Regions from separate parts of the Ovis aries genome. Here region 1 is linked to region 2. The links are chromatin contacts, called in public Hi-C maps. All regions are on one chromosome and are shown on one strand. The core of a region is the stretch at or near the end of the contact, and the rest is flanking DNA. Distances in the headings are between cores, read along the strand shown. Region 1 overlaps P2RY2 (purinergic receptor P2Y2). Region 2 overlaps ARAP1 (ArfGAP with RhoGAP domain, ankyrin repeat and PH domain 1).

The links. A called contact is a pair of places that touch in the nucleus more often than the background predicts.
Region 1: a Hi-C map of liver shows a contact between it and region 2, with 5 times the contacts expected there. The contact joins two enhancer-like sites. A contact is called at or near these places in 3 of 16 Hi-C or Micro-C datasets (blood, liver and tail adipose tissue).

Annotation. Positions count from the first base shown.
Region 1 is chr15:51,450,867-51,453,805 of ARS-UI_Ramb_v3.0, forward strand. P2RY2 (purinergic receptor P2Y2) reads left to right here. Exons shown (of 5, transcript XR_006056377.2): 4 at 365-432. Among named protein-coding and RNA genes, the nearest start is that of P2RY2, 17 kb to the left of the region's middle. Within about 2 kb of position 1,260, at least 9 of the 54 cell types and tissues checked have an H3K27ac peak or open chromatin away from gene starts, as enhancers often do. A contact at or near this core is called in liver, where this site is marked.
Region 2 is chr15:50,994,229-50,997,147 of ARS-UI_Ramb_v3.0, forward strand. The region is part of intron 2 of ARAP1 (ArfGAP with RhoGAP domain, ankyrin repeat and PH domain 1); the gene reads right to left. Among named protein-coding and RNA genes, the nearest start is that of ARAP1, 31 kb to the right of the region's middle. Within about 2 kb of position 1,658, at least 3 of the 54 cell types and tissues checked have an H3K27ac peak or open chromatin away from gene starts, as enhancers often do. A contact at or near this core is called in liver, where this site is marked.

The DNA.
Region 1 (2,939 bases), core at 10-2,509, 460 kb after region 2:
AAGAATTATCTCTTTCTCCCTCTGGGAAAGCCCTTCCCTGATGGGCCCTCTCTGCCTGATTTCCCCACTCCGCCTCCACCTACCTCCAGTGACTTCTCCACCCTTCCCACTCTGCCTCGTCAAAACAGCACCCTCAGGGTTGCCCTATTTAGGGTCTAGCTCCAGGGCTCCCCCGTGTGACAGGGACCTGTCATGAGCCATGACCCCGACCATTACTCTGCATTGTGTAATGTGGGTGACTTGCCCAAAGTAGTGTGGAATGCTCACCTCCCGCATTCTAGGTTACTTCTGTTAATATAGCTGGGATCCATATGATTATCTTTGTGATGATCTCTTAGAGTCTGTCCTTGAACCTTTCTTGCAGGCCTGAGTTTCCTACCAGCTGCTGCTCAGGCTGAAGCCCATCTCAGTTTATAAGGAGCCTCTACCCAGGTGAGATGCTCTACTGACCAGGAGTGTTGATGCTGAGCTCTGACTCCCTCAGCCCTGCTCAGACCCAGAGTCAGGGAGTTATATGTCATGACTTTGGGGGCCCTTGAATGTCCATCTGCAGTTGGGGATGGGACTGTGTCCCATGGGCCCAAGTTCCCCTGGTCCCCACACCTTTCATGTCCTGCCCACTTACCCCTCCAGCAGCTGTCCTGAGACCCTGAGAACTGAGGACTCAGTGTCCGCAGCACATGAAGACCACACTATGGCCTAGCCTCAGGAAGCCTTCCTTGAAACCAGTGCCTGGAGATGTCTAAGGACACAGGACCTACGGGACAGGAGGATTTTACTCACCATCCAATCCTGTGGCCGACACTGGTTGGGGTGGGGAACGGAGACCCTAAGAGAACCATGGACAGGCCCAGGGCCCCATCTCTGGACCCTGGTCAGACTGCCTGGCCCCTTGTTGTGGACATTGGGCCTTGCTGCTCAGTGGGCAGGCCACCCTCCTTGAGGGTGGGTTCCCGACCCTGTTGCCTTATACTATTTTCAGCCAAAGTAAGAGCAGAATTTTCCACTCCTGGCCCCAGACCATTGTCCAGCAGTGACGTGGAGGGACCTGTCTGCTCTCAAAATATCTCCTCTTACTCTGTGGGCCTCCCTGCCCTTTCCCCACCTCCTCAGCCTGACATCACTTCCTGGGGCTGTTGACTCCGGAAGGCCAGTGTGACAGGGCGCAGCCCCTGACGGACCCTGGGGACTATCAACTCAGCTACAGACTTAAGGCCAGAGAGGGGCGGGGCCTTGCCCAAGGTCACCTGGCAGGTCAGCGTGGCGCCTGGCTGTGCGCCAGGGGCTTGGACCGCCCCAGCTGCTCCGCTCCCGCTCCGTTCAGTGCAGGTCAGTGCCTCTGTGGGAATCCTGCCGTCACCCCCACCACCCCAGCTCTTCCCGCCTCTGACGGAGCTAGGGAGCTAAAGCCAGGGACTTGGGGCACTGGGGTGGTAGGGGAACAACTGGGAGGAGGAAACGCCTGCTGACCGGCCAGCAGCAGCTCAGCTCAGGGAGCTCCATGCAGCAGGGGCAGGGGCCCTGGCACATAGAGGTCTCTTCTCTCGTTGGCAGTAGTCCTGGGGCCCAGGAGGGACACTCTGACCCTCCAAAGGCTAGGAAAGGCCCTGGGTAACATGCCCTCCAGACACAACTACTCCAATCTTGGCAGGTCAGGCCACCAAAGCTACCTCTTTACCATCACCCTTGTCATGGAAGATTTGGGTGGATGTAAGAGTCAGGCACCTAAGGAAGGGAATCGAGGTATTGACCTATGTCCCAGGCACCAGGCAGGGCCCTCTTACATCCACTGTAATATTTCTTCACCACTACCATGTGAGATAGACAGTATTATTCCCATTTAGCAAATGAGGGAACAGGCTCTGAGAGATGAGGACTTGCTCCAGGTTATACAGGCAGTAAATGGGGAGTCAAGACTGAGTTCACTTCCATGAGTAGTTCCCTTTCCAGTGTCCCCTGCCACTTGCAGTCCCTGTGGGGCAGGAGAGTTTGTAAACAACCCTTCAACCTTCATGTGATTCAGGATGAGAGAGGCGCTCCAGTGAGGATGAGGTTAAGAGCACCAACTCTCTGCCCAGACCACCTGCATTTGAGTGTCTCCACTTTTCTTCAGCTGTGGCATCTTGGGCAAATCACTGAATCTTGCAGCCCCTCTGTTTTCTCATTTCCAGAAGGAGACACTACCTCCCATGTAGGGCATTGGGAGGCCTGAATCAATACACATGCACTGAGATCAGAGGCTGGAACATAAGCATTTACACGTCGGGCACTGTGCCACGGGGATATGGAGGCGAACCAGCTGGCCCCTGCCCCTGTGGAGTTCACATAATTTAATATATAACCACACTGGGATAAGTGATTTGAAGGAAAGGACTGTGTGTCCGGCCAGTGAACAATAGGGTGTCCCCTGTGGGCGAGGCTTCCTCAGGATGTGGGGGAAGGGAGCAGGCCATCCTGGGTTGAGGGTGGGACCACCCTCTGCCCTGCCTGGCACTGGGTGGCACTCAGGCTCGTGAGCTCCTGTGTGTTTACAGAGCCTTGTCTGGGTGATGGGCTGTGGAAGGGCTTCAGGGAGAAGTGACAATGGGAGGGGATGAACAGGATGCCCTTGGTCTTCCAAAGGGCTCCCCACCTCTGGCAGCAAGACTTGGCCCTTTCTTCTTGACTGGTGGTCCCCACCAGGGCACTGCAGGCACTCCTCGGTTTATCCAAGAATCAGAGACCCAGGGCTGGAGGACCAACCTGGAGCTGGACCAGAGCAGGCAACGGATGGCCAGTTTTTGCCGTGTGACCTGAGTTCATATGCCTGCCCTCTCTGGGTCACTCTGTAGAGGCTGGAGACCTTGCCTCCCACACACCAGTTCTCCCTAACTTAGGGCATCAGCAGCCTAGATTTTTCATCAAAGACAGAGCTAACAGCTGTCCCCCCAGGCATTGCT
Region 2 (2,919 bases), core at 408-2,907:
ATGAGTGCAATTGTGCAGTAGTTTGAGCATTCTTTGGCATTGCCTTTCTTTGGGATAGGAATGAAAGCTGACCTTTTCTAGTCCTGTGGCCATTGCTAACTCTTCCAAATTTGCTGGCATATTGAGTGCAGCACTTTCACAGCATCATCTTTTAAGATTTGAAGTAGCTCAACTGGAATCCCATCACCTCCACTAGTTTTGTTCGTAGTGATGCTTCCTAAGGCCCATTTGACTTTGCATTCCAGGATGTCTGGCTCCAGGTAAGTGATCATACCATCGTGATTATCTGGGTCATGAAGACCTTTTTTGTACAGTTCTTCTGTGTATTCTTGCCACCTCTTCTTAATATCTTCTTCTTCTGTTAGGTCCATATCATTTCTGTCCTTTATTGTGCCCATCTTTGCATGCAATGTTCCCTTGGTATCTCTAATTTTCTTGAAGAGATCTCTAGTCTTTTCCATTCTATTGTTTCCTCTATTTCTTTGCACTGAGATCTACTCATCCTTTAACTTCTCACTCAATGCCCCTTCTCTCAAAGTCTTTCCTGACCCCTCCTTCCTGCTCCCCTAGGCCCTGCCCATGTTATCCTCTGTGATGAGCTTTTAGGTGAATTATTCCAAGTAACCCGATTTTTAGTAACGCCTTCCTTTGTGCCAGGTACTGTGCTAGCATCTAAGCCAGACCTGAACCCTGACGCCACAGTCTGGATGCTTCTTAGGACACGTAGTGGCTACTTCTACATCACCCTGAACTCTATCTTCTTTTTCTCCATAGGTAAAGAATGGACAAAATTCCTTCTCCCTAGAAACCTGATGAAGGTGGTATGTCAGCCACGCTCCCAGGCAACACTACCTTTAGCAAGAGTGGCTTGAGTGTGGAACTGCACCTGGACTGGGAGAAACTGTAAGTGATCTCTTGACCTGGGGGAGAAGCTGGAGCTCTGGGCTTCCCAGAGTGTGGAAGCTTGTTACTGGGCACAGCCTGTGCAAAGGACCTGAAACCACACCTGCTAGGTTGTTAGAAGACATATTGGCTCCTTGGAGCAAGAGGTCTCCAAGCCAGGGTGGCTCCCACACTTGTCCACTGTGAGTCTTGTCCCCCACCCCCAAGCTGCCCCCTGGAGGACCACAGAGAATGGCTCCCAGACAGCTATGTGGACGGCGGCAGTGACTGCCAGGAGGACCCTCCAGCAGAGGAAGACCCACCGCTGTCCTGGTGGCCAGCTCTTCCCTCTCTCTATGCTTCTCAGAGAATCTGATGCCAAGTGGGCCTAGGGTGGGAGTTTAGCTGGACCTGCGAAGACTCTCCCTACAATGAGCACTGTACTAGGCTGTCTCCCCAACATGACCCTGAATCTCTTTAGGGCAAGGGCAGCCTTGATGTTGACTCTGTATCCCCACAGCCCACCTAGTACAGGGCCTGGCTGAGATAGCAACAAGAGCATGTTGGCTGGGCGGGTGGGTGGATAGGTAGGTGGACAGGTTAGCCAACAGGGTCAAGAGGGAAGCAAATAAAAGGCAGGCCCGAGGGCATGACCTGTGGTGTCAGCTCCCAGCTGGTCAAGTCTAAAGTCCAAAGCAAACTATCGCACATAGTCTCCCAGACTCCAATAGGAAGGGGCCCTTGGAGGCCCAGCCTGTGATCAGCTGAGAGCAGAGCTCTAGGATGTTGGATCAGGACCAACCAGACGTGCTCAGAGCAGGGGGGACAGCCTCTGCCCTTCCAATGCCAAGCAGGGCTGTGTCGGCCTGGCTCCCTGCCTCCCCCAGGACTCAGAGCCAGCACTGAAGCAAAGCTGATGGCAACAGAGCATCCTCAGAACCCAGGCAGCATCAGTCCTCTCATCTCTGGCCCCCAGTCCTCCCCCACCACCGTCCTGATCATCTGTGAGGGACCTGCCCTTCCTGAGGCCTGGCTCCCCAGCACGTGGGTTCCCTAAGACAAGTGCCATACCCTCCTTCTTCACTACTGTATGCCCAGCACTCAGCAGGGATTAATAAATGAAGACCTGGATTACTTAATTTTTATTAAGTATGTATGTGTGTATGTATACTTTCCCAGGAGCTTTAAGTGAATTCACTCATTTACTCATCACAAGGGTTCCCTAAGGCAGGGCTTCTTGCTATCCCCACTTTACAGATGAGGAAATTGAGACATGGAGACAGGAAGTAATTTGTTCTTGGTCCCACAACTAGGATGTTCACCCAGGAAGTACAGCACCACAGCTGCAAACTCAACCATCAGGGGCAAATGAGGCCATAGCCGGGATCCCAGGGCTTCTCTGAGATCCGCCTCCTCACACTGGCTACAACTCAGGATCCAGACAGCTCTGAGTTGATGTTCCATCCAAAAGGAAATGTGATCACATTTCTGATGGCCCTGTTACCATAGTGATAAGGGAGACAGGAACAGATGCTAAGGGCTCCTTTCCCAGCAAAGTCTTTGCAGGAAAAGGGTTATATGCCAAGAAAGCGGAGCAAGGGGACCCCATGGGCCTCCCAATCTCATTCTAGACATCTCTTCCAGGAAGCCTCCTAGCTGATCCCTCTCCCCGCCTACCACGGGGGACCAGGGCCATGCTGAGTCAGGGCCAAGCCCAGGAAAGGAGAAGTGGTATCAGGAAGGCACAGATGTGGGAAATTCCGGGGGACGGGGCAGTGCCCACACAGTGCCCAAAAACTAGCCAGAGTCCTGACCACTTGGTGCCTGCACCCCTTAGAGCAGCCCCAGCTCCAATCTGTAGCTGAAGCCCAGCTGGGGTGCTCCCACTGACCCCTGGCCCTACAAGACCGGAAGATCAGTCCCAGGCCTGGGCATGGACTCAGCAGCCCTGCTCACACCACTTCTTCCTGCCTACACCTCCTGGCCCTCTCCCTACATCTCAGCTTGTGGAAAGCCTGTCTGTACCTCTGAACACGG